Linked DNA regions of Mus musculus: regions 2 and 3 are each linked to region 1. Evidence: chromatin contacts called from public Hi-C data. All regions are on one chromosome and are shown on one strand. The core of a region is the stretch at or near the end of the contact, and the rest is flanking DNA. Distances in the headings are between cores, read along the strand shown. Region 1 overlaps Npas3 (neuronal PAS domain protein 3). Region 2 overlaps Npas3 (neuronal PAS domain protein 3). Region 3 overlaps Npas3 (neuronal PAS domain protein 3).

What was found. A called contact is a pair of places that touch in the nucleus more often than the background predicts.
Region 2: a contact with region 1 is called in a Hi-C map of the N1E-115 cell line, with 5 times the contacts expected there. The contact joins two enhancer-like sites. A contact is called at or near these places in 1 of 15 datasets of contacts at CTCF or cohesin (the NIH/3T3 cell line), 8 of 484 Hi-C or Micro-C datasets (the C2C12 cell line, the N1E-115 cell line, cerebral cortex and 3 more) and 1 of 115 datasets of contacts at active chromatin or transcription factors (embryonic basal ganglia).
Region 3: a contact with region 1 is called in a Hi-C map of the N1E-115 cell line, with 11 times the contacts expected there. The contact joins two enhancer-like sites. A contact is called at or near these places in 1 of 15 datasets of contacts at CTCF or cohesin (the NIH/3T3 cell line), 1 of 484 Hi-C or Micro-C datasets (the N1E-115 cell line), 1 of 115 datasets of contacts at active chromatin or transcription factors (neural progenitor cells) and 1 of 9 other capture datasets (embryonic tail).

Annotation. Positions count from the first base shown.
Region 1 is chr12:53,678,495-53,683,509 of GRCm38.p6, forward strand. All of the region lies in intron 4 of Npas3 (neuronal PAS domain protein 3), which reads left to right. Among named protein-coding and RNA genes, the nearest start is that of Gm35614, 150 kb to the right of the region's middle. Within about 2 kb of position 2,582, at least 2 of the 459 cell types and tissues checked have an H3K27ac peak or open chromatin away from gene starts, as enhancers often do. A contact at or near this core is called in the N1E-115 cell line, where this site is marked.
Region 2 is chr12:54,042,481-54,047,495 of GRCm38.p6, forward strand. It overlaps Npas3 (neuronal PAS domain protein 3), which reads left to right. Exons shown (of 12, transcript NM_001370962.1): 8 at 2,052-2,245. Among named protein-coding and RNA genes, the nearest start is that of Gm35818, 97 kb to the right of the region's middle. Within about 2 kb of position 2,606, at least 4 of the 459 cell types and tissues checked have an H3K27ac peak or open chromatin away from gene starts, as enhancers often do. A contact at or near this core is called in the N1E-115 cell line, where this site is marked.
Region 3 is chr12:53,981,297-53,986,311 of GRCm38.p6, forward strand. The region is part of intron 6 of Npas3 (neuronal PAS domain protein 3); the gene reads left to right. Among named protein-coding and RNA genes, the nearest start is that of Gm35614, 150 kb to the left of the region's middle. Within about 2 kb of position 2,820, at least 18 of the 459 cell types and tissues checked have an H3K27ac peak or open chromatin away from gene starts, as enhancers often do. A contact at or near this core is called in the N1E-115 cell line, where this site is marked.

The sequences.
Region 1 (5,015 bases), core at 1,332-3,831:
CTAATAGAGCCCTTGACTTCTCACCAGACCTCTCCCTCTCCGGGAGGGCTGTGTATTCAGATGGTTTTCTATCCTGGTGCCTCTGGATACCAACGTCCCAGTGGAGAAGCCACTTTCTGTTCAGAGGCAATGGCAAAGACTCCTTCTGGAGTGCTGTCCCTGACCAAGAGCCATGAAAGCCACCCCTTCAGGTCCCAGGGAAGGGCCCATTTCCTGGCCTCTATAGTTTGGGGGAAATTCTCCCAGTGCTCCCTGCAGTGAAGATGAGGTACAACTGCTGACGACCTGGGCTGTCATCTTCTTTTTCCACTTTAATTTTGCATAATTATTTTGGTGTTCTCTAGATTCTTAGCATTATGTTAATTCATATGATTTCTCATTTCCACGTGAAATAATAATAAAAAAAACTTAAAAATATTAGCAGTGGTTATATGACTTCAAATAACAAGAATTGAGACTGGCTTGTTCCGGGTCTGCCAGCCTCGTGCGAGTCCAAACTGATCTATTACTATATAACTCCCTTTGAATCCAAGAGTCTTTGTGTCACCTGCTTTCTATTTCTCCTCTATTTCTCTGTTTTCTCTCTCTCCCAAATTCTGTTTGAAATGGGGGTGTTAAAAACAGCTGTCTCAAGGAACTGTGGCCTTTCTTGGCCCATCTCATATGAGGGGTGCGTTAATCTGGCCCCCATTGAACACTGTGCCCCCTTTGGGGGGGTCAGGATATAGTAAAAATGAACACATATAGTATTAGCAGTTCAGAATGATTTGTGGCCTCCGGTTCCTCTCTTTTAAGGGTGGCTAAGATGAATAAAAGCCAAAATGTGAATATCAAAAATGTGCAGACTCAGCAAAATAAACTCATTCTCATATATATATATAAACACACACACATTGCTTCCTTGATTAAGGCTCAACACATATGCAGACAGAGAATATGAAATTTAGTTATGACAGTTACTGCACACCTAGAACATTCTTTATTAATCACTAGAAAACATAGTTCTTAACATGGTTTAAAAAAATGAATGCGCCTTCAGACCTGATCAGTGACGTTTCTTCATATAGTGAATGGCAGTTAACACCCCACTAGTCAAAGTACAGAGGAGTTTCCATAAACCATAAATGTGACATCTATATGTTACCCCCTACCCACAGTGTACCAGAACCATTTCAGAAGAAGAGAAAGATCAGTAGTTCTCAGCCTTCCTAGTTCTGGAAGCCTTTTAATGGAGCTGGAGCGCCTTGTGCTGTAGTGACCTTCAGCCGTAAGATTATTTTGTTGCCATGTCATAACTGTAATTTTGGTTTTGTGATGAATCGTAATGAAAATGTCTGCACTCCACAGGTTGAGAACCTCTGAGGGAGCTAGGTGGTAAGTGCCAGCAATGAGGGAGAACAGAGCAGAAACGGTCTCTTCTAGGTATGACTGAGCCACTGTACTCATGAACTCACTGTTGCTGTGGTTCCATGCACAGGACCAAGCAAGACAACATCTCAGCATGGAGTGGGAGGGGCTAGTGAGGCCTCGCCCCTGACTGAGGGTATATTGATATCTGGAGCTTTGGAGGAGAGTCAGTTTTCTTAAAAAGTGTGGGCCCTAGTAGATCAGCCACACTCCAGTGGATAGCCCCCCAACCCATGAATATATTAGCAGCTCCATGAATTGTTTATAAAATACAGATGCCATAAAGTTATCGGGGGTAAACCTGGGAACAGTTACACTGAGGAACGGGGAGTAAACATGACCAAAAGATGTTGCTTATATGCCTGTAATTCTCAAGGATTTAATACAACACTTAAGAAAGCATTCTTGTTCATGCTATTTAGGTCAATCTTGGGAAATGTAATTAATTTATAGTATCGGTTCATTAAAAGCATGTGCCCTTGACATGCAAGAAGAGACAATGTTGTATGTATGTCTTCTTTTAGATGAAGAACTACAGAGGACTGTGGGCCCCCCCCCCATCCCACCCCCTGATGCACAGCTCCCTTTTAAGTGAAATTACTAAATCTTCAATGACTATCAGGAGTTCACTCTCTGGGTCTTTTCAGATCTACATCTAATTTCCCCTGGAGGAATTGGGTCAGTTCCAATCAGTTTGCCCTGGATTAAGTAAAGCATGGCAGTAAAACATTCTTGGCAGATTGTTGTCATCACTGGCCAAATGGTCACAGTGTCCCTGATTCAACCTTGTCCTAATCTGCGCTCACTGCCCCTCGTGCCATGCACATGGGGTAAGTCCTGCCCTTTCCCGTCTATCCTTCCTGGGAAATAGCCAAACATCCTTTCATAATCAATGTCTGTGTATCCAGAGACCCCTGGCCACCAGCCAAACACTTATTGGTCATTGAACACCTTGCATGAGGTAATTTTCAATTATCTCATTAAGCTGGGTTGGGGATCTGGTCCTGTTTCCTTTGATTCTAAATGTGATTTGTGCTCTTACTGTTGAGAAAAGCAGGGCTTGTGGGTGCCAGTCTTCTGGGCACTGTCTTGTAGGAAAGGCCATCCTGTGCCCTTAATGAGGGAACGCACAAGGAACGAAGAAGCTAGGATTGAGAGTGAGTCTAGTTTGGAGGGGCAGGATCAGAGACAGAAAACGCCACGTGACTGAATGCGATGCTTATTTCTGATGGCATGGTATCAGAATAATCTGATAAAATTTGGAGACTTCTGTGATGGACTCAGCAGGGGAAAAGTAAAGCGTGTGCAATGTCTTGAGAGAAAATACCAACTCTTGTGCTGATACGTGCCTTTATATCTGAACACGGTTTCTTAAAGCAGTGCCAAACTGGGAGATTAGGAAAGCTTCTATATTTTCTTGCTTTAAAAAAAAATTAATACTGCTTGTGTTTCAGTGAAATATTTGATCATCTGCTGAGTCATTTTAAGAGTAAGGTCCATGCTATAAGTTGCAGGTGACATTTCAAAATCAGGAGCATGGAACTCCCAGGGTTGTGTGGCTGAGTGACTGACTGCATGTGTGACTCTGAGCGATGTGGAACCCAGCAGCTGGTGGGAGCAGGCAGCATACCTGAGATTACTCTGTTTCCAATGGCAAGTCTCACAAAAGCATAAGTGTGTCCCTCCCCTGGTGTCATTGTTTATAAAACTGTCCCCTAAACCAAGGGAGGATGACAGTTCTTAAAATACGCACACAGGAGAGGGAGGACTGTGGAGCTTCTTTGGTCTTCACTTGGAGATTTATTAAAAATTATATTTTTAGCTATTGAAAACAGTGACAAATGGCCATTTTTTCCCTATGATTTGTTAGTTTTGTGCCAATCACTAGTTTAATAAAAACAAAAAAAGGGGACACATGGTGTAATTGAATATTGTCTTTATGTATGTCTTTTGAATAAACAGGGTTTATTAAATTCATGACCTTAATTCCAAAGTGGAAAGAAAGTGTAGAACGTTCACCCAGAGTCTTTCACTAACCATGATCCTAGAATATTCTCATCCTTGGCCATAATCGTTCACCCCAGCTAAAGACTGCCCAAAGGGCTCACAACTGGACAACCAGAGCCCATAAGGGTTTGGAATTGCAGTTTCTTGGTTATCTTTTTTTCTGTCTGTTCAATACAAATTCGAATTATCTAGAAGGAGAAAACTCAATCTAGAAAATGTTTCTATCCAGGTTGCTTATAGGCAGTCAGTCTGTAGAGCATTTTCCGGATTAGTGATTGATGTAAGCAGGTCCAGCCCATAGAGGGCAGTGCCATCCCTGAGTCCCTGGTCCTGGGTTATATAAGAAAGCAGACCAAACAAACCAGGAAGAGCAAACCAGTAAGCAGCGTTCCTCCATGGCCTCTGTAACAGCAGTCAGCAGTGAGTTCCTGCCTAGGCTTCCTCATTGATGAACTGTGTGCCCTGAGAGTTAGAGATGAAATGAACCCTTTCTTGCTCAAGGTGCCTTTGGCCAGGGTGTTTTAGCACAGCAATATAAACCCCACGACATCAGTTTTCTTTTTCTACATGAATTGTTCCCAAAAATCTAGCAGAGCAAGAAACTAAAGGGGAATCAAGAGAAGGAGAGAGGGAGAGAGACAGAGACAGAGAGAGAGAGTGACAGAGAGAAACAGAGACAGCGAGACAGAGAAAGACAGAGATATCACTGCTAAAGTATTAGATATATTTGATGTTTTTCGAGAAGCAGATGTGTTAACTGAATCGTCAAATTGTAATTGATTGGGATATTTTATTGCCCTCTTTGTAACTCTCACATTGGCAGCTCCAGGTTGAGTTGGTATTTTTTCAAAATTGCTGCATAAATAAAATCAATTTATAAATATTTATAAACTTATTTCATTAATCCTTTTCTGGTTTGGTGTCATGAAGCTGCATAAGTCTAAGGAATTAAAAATAATAAATAAAGGAAACTCTTGAGAAAGAGTCTGTCTGCAGTACTGAAACTTACCGAGTGTGACCATGCTCATGCATGTCCTCTCCCTGTACTTAGACTGCACTGTTAAATTGTCACACGTCAGAGGCTACATTTAGGGCATTTGAGTTTTTGACGTTGTTGTTCACTTTTGACCCCATCCATCTTTACTGTATTTGCAGTCTCTTGGACTTTTTGTCCTCACACTGAAATGACTGTTCTCCTTCTAAATTGTCTGTGTCTTCCTTCAGAGACTGATAATCTAACCCACCCTCCTCCCGTTCCTGGGATTAGTAACCAGCAGTCTGCCATTTATTTTAGTTCTTCCCTTTGTTTAGAAAACAGAAATGTATCCATTCTCATTGCCACCCAGGCTCCCTCGGCAGGTCTCAAGTCATCACAAAGACTGGCCCATACCTACCTTTTAGCCTCAGAATAGTGTTTTATTTTTGCTCTGGTCGGTGCTCCTGGGTCCTGGGACTTCAGAGATGCAGCCTTTGGAGAGAAAACTTAGAATCAAGTACTCTGCTATTGGTCCCTGCCTCACAGAGTGCTCCCTTTGACTAGGACCAAGTTCCGATATAAGTTCTAGCTCGGAATTTCTCATCTGGAGAGATTTTGCCTTCTA
Region 2 (5,015 bases), core at 1,356-3,855, 360 kb after region 1:
ATGAGACACAAAGAGGCTGAGTGCTTTGCCTCAGGTAACAGAATCAGAAAATTTTGCAAGTCTCAACCTAACTGGACCCTGATCTGTCTGTCTTTCAATATCACAATGGCCACAGTGAAGCTTGGAGCTCAGAGGACAGGCAAACGCGACACAGCCTCTCCTAAGCCGTATCTGCCCAGATGCCTTGAAATTGCTTTAGAACGGAATGCCAAGCAGGGATTATTTGGTATATCATTTCTGGGTGTGTGTTTTTCTGAGCATTTATAGATCTCCGAGTTTCTAAGAAGCTGAGTTTTCCTGATAAAACAGGACAGATCATGATAAATGAGCATCTATGTAAGCCTAGCTGGGAGAGGATGGGACTGTAACATCCCTCCTGTGAAGTTAATCCTGTTTCTTTTAGCTATTTCTTTATTAGTTAATGAGGTCTTGCAGACAAAAAAAAAAAAAAAATGTGTGTCTCTGATGGTGTTTTAGCACCCTTGCCTCCAGGAACGGCTTCAAATATTCATAAAGTGGCTCATCTGACCAAAGCTTAAAGCAAAGGTGCATTAAGTATAAATTTACTCAACTTCAAATGTGGGTGGTCGAAAATCCACTGCTGAAATAACCTAAATACTCCTCCTGGCTGGGGTTTCCCACTCCTTGGCTCTGGGCGTTCATGTGAAGGGTGACAGGGTAGACGTATTATTTACAACAGCCAGGACTCTGAAGGGCAGCCCCGGAAGCTTTGATCCCTCTTCCTGACTGACAGGAGTGTGCATTGCTTTTGGAAAACAGAATAACTTAAAGGGAAGCAAAAAATAAAATGGAAAAGGCATCGCTGGCTGAGACCCTGGGAAGGAGAGCAGGCTCCAGATGGTACTGCTCCAGAGAGGCGAGGCAAGGGAGACTGACACTACCCCACCCCCACCCCACCCCACTCCCCGCCCCACTTTGCTTCCTCATGGCAAGGGAGCAAATGTGGCATCGAGATAGGTGGAGTGATGATCCACCATGATGGTTCTGGAGAGCAGAGCAGATGTGGAAACTCAACCACTGAACTGGGCTTCTTGTAGACCGAACCACAGGGGTCTCCTGTTGGGCCTTGTTGTTGCGATCCACCCAGAACAACAGGGGCCTCAGAATGCAGCAAGAGTTCACACGCACACACACACGCACACACATGCACACGTATGTACATACATGAACACTTTCCAAGCCCTGACAGATACACCCCATTCCTGTCTTCTCAGAGCACAGCCATAGAAACCCATCATGGTTTTCACCCATTTATGGTTTTGTTTCTCTAGTGTATCACTTCTAGAAGCTGAACCTGTGCTTCTCCTCTGATGATCCTGGGTATTATGTATACTTCAGCTCATAAATGAAACAATTCAGACCAATACTGCCCCCAGAGTCCCTAGGCAGGTACCTCTGACGTGCCATAAGAATGCTGTGCATCTTCCTGACTCTACCTGAGTGTGAGCTCAAGGAAAGCATCAGAGGCCAAAATGCCCAGCGTCACTGAGCCCCTGGTAACCTAGCACTGCCCAATGAGAAATGTCTGTTATCAAAAGACCCCATTCATGTCGAAGCCCTGAGTCTGTTATTCAGACTTTGGTAAAAATGACTGAATCGTCTGAATATGGGAAATATCTGAGCCACGACTTCCAGAAAGCAGATGGCCATGTAATCTCTCTCACTACAAAATCGGAGAGAGAAAGACATCTTTTACTAACAAGGCTAATAATTCAAATATTTCCTGCTGCAGCTAGCTCAGTGCTCAGCATCTTATTCATAGGATCTGATAATGAATTTTCTATAAATGTGTAAGAGGAGGGAGTCCTTTAAAAAAAAACAGCACTATAATAACACTGCCTGAAAAAGTGTCATAGCATGTGTTCTCTGTGCTTCTCCATGAGTAGGCGAAGGTTTGATGACAGCCGTTAGGACTGTAGAAGATACAACCTAATATCAATTGTTCCCAGTGAGATTCCCTCAGAAGAAATAATCTTTAGTTCTGGGATGTATATTTGACTGGTGTCCTGTACTTGATTTTATTTTTCCAGGTGATTCACATAACAGGCCGGCTTCGCCTCAGAGTGTCGCTGTCCCACGGGAGGACCGTCCCCAGCCAAATCATGGGTCTGGTGGTTGTGGCTCACGCCTTGCCTCCCCCTACGATCAATGAAGTCAGAATTGACTGCCATATGTTCGTCACTCGAGTAAACATGGATCTCAATATCATTTACTGTGAAAATAGGTACTTTGTTTTCATGTTCATTTGCCCGCTGCGCGCACTGCCCACTGGTGAAGGTTTGGTTTCGGCTGCCTGAAAGATTTTACTTCCCCAGTGAGGCTCATTATAAATCCTGATCTTGTTTTTAATGGCTGCTTGGACTGACACCAAACATGCTTTTTATTTAAAACGTACATTGTTTCCCTGATTTACATTTGGGACAACAATTGAATGAATTGGGATACCCAGACATCCATCCGCTATTAAAAAAAAAAAAAAAAAAAAAAAGCCCATTTTGGCTGAGGACCCAAGTACAGAGCAGGGATGGGGTATTATTGGCAAAAGGATGCAGTGAAAGGCATCTCCTGTGCCTCTGGGTGACCTGCTTCCCGCTAATTCAAGGGCCTGGCATCCTGTTGGGCAGTGTCCTCGCAGACACTTAGCACAGGACAAATGAGAATCTGAGGCCCCCAGAGGAAATCCGCTGCTGCAAAAGGAATTTGCAACACTATTAAGTAAAGCTTTGTCATCCCGAGGAGTTTTCTTTTATAAATTAAAAAAAAAAAAAAAAAAAAAAGGTGACTCATCCTAGAAATGGGTTGGCAGTTCGTTTCCAAGACTGAGCTTTTACAAAAGGGACATTTTAGTCTATGGTTTGAAAGTTCACTTTTTCCATTAAGCACAAAGCAAGGGACAGAGATCGAAGATGGTGCACCTTACAGACCTTTCACCTGGAAGTCACCAGCCCATCTGACTGATGTGAAGAGGGAATCAGGATGCAGAGTGAGGGGAGGAGGGGCTGCAAAACTGTCCATCTCCTGGTGCTGCCAGGAGCATTACTGAGACAGTTGAGGGAGGATGCTTTCTGGCCATAGATTGTTGTCAGGTTTGAAGGCAATATATGTCCCCTGAGCCCTGTGAACGCCTTCACACAGGAAACCAGAGAGCAGAATGGTCAAGTGGCCTGGGTAATTAACCTCTGCAGATCCTAGCCAAGAGGAAGGCCAAAAGCGCCTGCGTCCACCCAGTCTACTGGGAACTGCTACTAAAGCTGAGATTGCTTTGGGATTGGTCTCCTATTTCCAGCCAGGGACTAAATGGGAAGAAAGAATTTATCTGACCTCCGATGCTCAGGAGTGCAGACAGCATCATGTACCTGTCTTTATTATGCAGTAATTATGCCTAAATCTGCTCAAGTTTTGTTGACATTTATAAAGTCTTCATCACCATGACCATACACTTGGGTGTGTCAGTGGTGTTCTGGAGAGGACACAGGAGACCAGGAAAGACAAGTCAGCCAGAAGGATGGGCAGGAGTGGCCTCTGACTTTGGCCAAGTGTATCTAGTCATCACCCTACAGTCTCAGGTCAGCCTGCTCCATAGGTAAGAGCTTGCTCCTGCTCCTGTCAGCCTGGGCAAGTTTGAATTAAAGAGTCGCAGCCCCTGACTTAGCAATAGCCTGTGCCGTCTCCCAGCCTTTGATTTTTCTTTAGTGGCCATGGTGAATGGCAAGAAACCAGTCAGAATAACCTCCCTGAGGAACTTTCCATATATACACACAATGGAAGAACACAATTAGCATTTACAAAGCCATTTAGTCTCTAAGTAGGCTGCAGGACAGAGAAGGAAACCAATGGAGGGACAGAAAGGAGAGCAATTCCAGAATAGATCACACCTCAGGCTGGGCTCAGCTCCACCATCACCACACCTTCCAAAAACCAATGCCAAATTTCCAATGGTTGTCCTATCCAATGCCACAGATTTTCTTTTCTTTTTTTTTTTTTTCTTTTCTTTTTTCTTGGGTTGTTGTTGTTGTTTTTTTGTTGTTGTTGTTTTGTTTTGTTTTTTGTTTTTTGTGTTTTTTTTTGAGACAGGGTTTCTCTGTGTAGCCCTGGCTGTCCTGGAACTCACTCTATAGACCAGGCTAGCCTCAAACTCAGAAATCTGCCTGCCTCTGCCTCCCAAGTGCTCAGATTAAAGGCATGCGCCACCACTGTTTGTTGTGATCAAGTGACTAATTTTTTTTTTTTTTAGCAAGCTTTCAATGTCCCATTCTAGCAATTGAGATTCTTGTCTGTGACCTGCTCTTAGCTTTTTTCTTCCCCCACCCTACCCCCCAAAATACCCCATCCGCTGATACAATGCATCATTCTCTCCCAAATGAAGACAGCAATCTGGAAATGTCCTTTACTAAGGGCAATGGCATGTTTGGGTTACAGAAAAGCTGCCATGCGCCAAGCTGGGGACAGTGCTAATGTCACTCCACCCATGACCCTCCTCACCATAGCCTGAGGTGATTTACAGGTGAGGGAGCTGAGAAACAGGAAGGATAGCTACTCTTCTGGCCTGCCACTCCTAGCTCTTACTGGTCTATTCTTTACTGCTGAAGCTGGTCGAATTCCCCACAGCAGGCTATGTATGGTTCTCTGAAAGGGCTTGATCCCGAATTTTTTTTTTCTTTTTTGAAGGTGTTCATTCAAATAAAAGAGAACGCCTTCCCCAAAGAACGAGGCTTTTTCCTGTGGTTTCTTATTTAATTAGGGAATTGTTAACTAGAAACTAAGCTTGCTCCTTGGCGATTCTTCTGCAGTCTGCAGGATGGCCCAGGGCAACGCTAACATCTAATGCTTTCAGGAGCTGGCAGACTTCACAGACACCAAAGAGGGTCTTTTAATGACATCTAACTTTTTTTTTTTTAGAAAGTGGCTGTTTATGTATACTTGGGAAAACAAGCTAGTAAACAGAACCACCAATCTGTTTTGTACCACAAATGCTCCAAGAATTCATTTTCATT
Region 3 (5,015 bases), core at 1,570-4,069, 300 kb after region 1:
AAGGCAGGACCTGGATACTGTCTCACAGGAAAAGAAACCCTAGCTTGCTCCTGCCATTTGCTCTCCCGCTGCCCTTCCCCCCCCACACACACATATACACTATTTCCAGCCAGGAATATGGACAGGCAAGAAATGGGTTAAAGGGAAAGATGGTGAGAACACAGCAAGCACCATCATTAGACCCCACTAGGGTCCCTCACAGACGCCTGTGACCGGAGGAAAGAATATTCCCATGGTCAGGTGCCTGCTCACCCCAAAGCTGCAATAAAGAACGCAGACCTCCCAGATCTGCAAGGCTGCATAGGGGAGCTGAAGGGCCAGGGAGAAGGAAGTCTGGCTTCCACCCCATTGGGCAAAGACTCAGCCAAAGGAAGTGCCAGGACACTGCGCTGACCCACTTCGAGCCCTTCCTCTCCATTTATCCCCAGCAGAAGAGATACAAAAGCATCACTATGGCACAAGGGAAAGTTGGAGAAGCATTCCGGAAATTGACATGCAAATAACCACTCCAAGTACTGGGCTTTGTTCTGAAAATTCCCATCCTTGGGAGATGTGAAAACACCAATCAGGGAAGGGGTAGAGCTGGGAAGGACCTGGCAGGTTTATAGCCAGAGTGTCCTCCTTTGAGAGTCTGTCTCTGTACCCCATCCCAGACTGAGCTGGCACAGGTAAAACCAAACTAAACATGTCTCCGCTGAACAACTAAAAGGACAACAGGCCTGAATGGAACTGCCCTGAGACAGTGACAGTCACAACACTTGCTTCCTGGTCTCTGAGTCATCCCTGATGCCACCAAAGCAATAAGAAGTCCAGCCAGGGCTCATAAAGAAAAGCCAAGTATTTCACAAGGACAAAAGCAACTGTCTCTAGGAAGCTAGCTTTGCATTCTGAGCAGCTGCCCCAGTCTCCTAGACAAAGGCCAAAGATACTGCCTTACCCACGCCACTGCTTCTCCATCATCGAGGCCTGGGACTAGATGCCAAACTCCCACCTGCAAGCTCTCAGATCCTACAGCACACTATACTCAGTGCTAAGTGGAGTCAACATTACTAAAGCGGGGAGAGGGGGGTGACTGCATAATGGCCCGCTGTAGGCTGTCTCTTTGGTAGATTTATTACATACATAAGACCCTGAAGAAAACCAGCAGGCAGTGGGCAATGCTCACTATGCATAAAGGAAGAAAGGCACCATGACTCGGGAGTTTGTTAAGGAGAGGTTCTGAAAGCTAAGCATGTGGTTAGAGAAACCAGTGAATTAGTTCTGGCTGTACTGGAATCCTGCTCCTCTGTATACGAGGGTCCCTACATACCATCAAGATGTCGAATTGGCCTTATTTTTACCACTGTGTTTTCCTCTCCCAGAGCCAACCCTGCTCCTTCCTCCCTGGAGGTGTTTGTGCTCAGGAAAACTGAACCAGCAGAATCCAAGCATAACAAGTCTTGCTCAGGCTTCATCAACTGTCTCTCAAGGAAGTTTACTCAAACTTTAATTGACTCCTAGAGAGTGGGCAACCCCAAAGCTAGCTGGCCTAACAGAATCATGAAGGCCTGGTGATGACCATTTTGCTGCTGTTTCCTGTGCCCATGAGTCCTCCCCTTGAGCCCTGAGCAGTACTCACATAGCCTCACAGCAACATTCAGATACAGCTGGAGGTGGTGGCCTGCTTAGCCCTTCAGTACATGTAACCTCTGCCTTTGGACATCTCAACAGCCTGATCCTCTGTGGTGGAACTATTCCACCCGATATTCAGAGTGACCTTATGTACTTCATACCTGCAATCAGATGTTAACCTTCACAGACCTTTCTAGCCATTCAGGCATTCATACACATTTCAAACATATCTGTATGTTATGTTTATCTCCATACCCCCCCCCCAGTGCAGGTGTGTGCATACACGTGTGTGCGCTCATGTACCCATTTATCCTCCTAATAGAATATAGACTCTACTATGGGGAGAATTTCTTTCCGCCCCATTCCTCCCTTCTCTTCTGTGACCTCAAACCTATGACAGGGACTTACACCCGTAGAAACTCCGTCAGGACTTGCCGAATGGATCTGTTGTGAAGTGAATTGTGAGCCTAGTCTAGACTCAAGATGGCTTTAGCCAAGCATGCTTCATCCACATATTAGGATGGCTTTGACCATTTTAGGGGCAATCCTTGTTTTCCTGAAGAATAGAACTAGAAGAGGAAGCTGTGTAGGGAGATAAATATTGGTTAGTGGGGAGAAATCGGAGAGAAGTTTTTGTTTGTTTTGTTAAGGGAAAAGAATGTAGAAATAAAGGGAAAGCAATCAACAGTACCTTTCTGTTTCTATAAATGACTTTCTATTTCTGGTTTTAAGTGCGAAAGAGATGGTTCTAAACGTATCCTGAATCATGATTAGTAATTTCATTGATTCTGTTTCTCCTGCTCATTAGAATCACTGGCTTTGGAGACCATGCCAATGTCTGGGTCTTTATAAGAGCCTGCGATTGACAGGACTTGTTTTCTTAGGCTTTAACGGATGACCTGGCACCTTACCATGAGATAGCCCTGACGCAAAACCATGTGCAATCTCTGCAAATGTGGAGCAGCACGCTTCTGAAGGACGAAGGATGCCTAGAAAGCCCAGTGCCACCTCTGTCCACAGACTGGAGCTAGCCACTCTTAAAGCCGCTTCTGAATCACTCAGGATCCCCAGGAACAGCAGCCACCCTTCCTCTCTCCCCTTCCTGTTGGGACGCTTTGATTTAAGACGATGTCTGTGCAGAACAGCTTTGTGCAGTGGTGTCATCTGACCCAGATTGTGTGTTTTTATGGTCTGAGCCAATTAGTTAAAGTGACTTTGACTATAATAGGGACCTGTGACATTCCTCAATATTATTGCATTAGTCACTCCGGAACGGTTTCCGGCTTGCGTTTGGAGTCTGGCTCTGTGCCTTCCTTATGATGATCATTATATGACTTGTGGCTGTCCTATGAAACAATAACCCTTGAGTCCTTGAGAGTAAACTCTGATTTTATTTCAATGAGTCCTTGGTGCCTGATGAACATGTGAATCACCTCTATTGTTCTGATTAATGATAAAGCCTTGCTTGTTTGTGTCTTTCAACTCTGTATTAGGCAAGGGAAGAGTGGGTTAGTAACCCCTAATCTGACCCTGGGGAATGAGGTAACTCTGAGAAAGTCACCTTGCGCCCACACTCTTTTTATTTATTTATTTATTTATTTTTTGGCTCTACCCATAGGGGACTCCTTAGATCACTGAGCCTTGTAGGTGCTGTGGTAGCTTTATGGGGACAGTCATTATGGGTACTTGGCCTGGGCAATGACTTTAGCCTCTATCCTAAAACTGAACGTTGCTGGGCTGGATCACATTAAATGTATTAGTCTGCCTACACAACAACACTACAGCAATATTGGCCATGCACTGCTTTAATGCGAGACAATGTCTCACTAGCCTCTGGACTCCATCACTTCAGATATTTCCTAAGACAGTAGCTATAATCCATTTCTGAGCCCCAGTGTACAGCGAACTTATTTGTTTAATTGATAAACAATTGAAGCCCAGCCCTCCAGCCTCTACTTCCCCATTGCCTTGATGGGAACCATAGTTGTCCTTTCCTTTGTCTTTCTCTTTGATCCTTGATATTTTTGTATTAATCTCTTGCACTCCCATCTGAAATCTTATGGCACTTCATTAGTTCAGGGCCTGACACTTGTTGTTGGAGCAAAATACACCTGACTTAAGAGCTGCCATTTGGGCCACATTCAGGCTACAGGTTCACATCATCAAATACATCTAAATGTGGTACAGCTGTGGCCATCATCCCCCAGAACTTTATTGCTTTAAACTGAATCACAGGTACCCAGCAAGCAACTCTGTTTTCCTCTACATTGAGTACACTCTACTATCTCATATGACCTTGTGGTCATGATCCCTCCTGTGTTTGGGAGATTTTTCCATTGTTCCTTCTGCAGAGTCATGTTCCTTCTGCTGAGTCATGTTCCTCCTACTGGTTCATTCTCCTTTTCTTCACTGCCATTCCTGACACTGTAACCCCCAGCAGTGTCCACTCTTCTTTATCCTTCAGTATACCCTCGGCTGTCACTTCAGAGTAGGCCTTCTTTATATTTTCTCACAACCATCTGTAATTCTGAGATTTTTAATTCATTCTCTTAACCAGAGCCCTGCTCTATTTACGTGTTACCGACTAAGTAAAGAAAGCAATATGAACCTTCAGTGATTTTTAAAAGTGGGTTTCTGGAGAGGATCAACTGACAAATGACAGCACTTGCCAAAGCACCTGGAGGGAGAGAAGGCACTAGAGGAGCCGAGTGCACCAGAGAACACCTCTGAGCTTGAAAACCATGGTGAGATTTACATAGATGTAGGGACTGACCAGTAACATGCATGGTCTCTGTCCACTCCCTTCCTTTCCTGAAAGAGGGTGAGGGGGAGATGAGGGAGGGAGGGAAGAGGGGAGGGAGAGACAGAGAGACAGAGAGAGAGAGGGAGAAAGAGAGAGAGAGTCACTAAGCATAAAAAAGGCTGTTTCCTCAGTACCAAAACCTGGGACTCCTAGAGCCCAGCCACACCTACCCCTGTACGCAATTGCTGATACTCAGTGTTCACTTTGCTCTGGAATCTGAACTGTTCAGAGGACACCACGCTCTTCTGGGAGCTTTAGAAAAGTGGGCGTCAGCCCTTTAAGCATAAGCATGGGTAGACAGAGTGACTATCATAGAATAGTACGTATTTCATTAACTCTAGAAAATAAACTAAAATCACTCTACATCTGCGCCATCTCCCTGCCAGAGCCCTGGTGTGTTCTTTTCCATTTCCATACAGCAGGCCTCAGAAATGCACCATGGCAGAGATGCAGAAAGTTAAAGATTTCTAAGTAAATTACAATGAATAAATTAGATTCGGGTTTAAGGCGTGCTACACCAGCAATCGTGGGGTTTTAGAGTGCGTGGTCATAGACAATGGATCCTCTTTAAAATGGGAAAAATAAAAGTGCTTATCTCAAA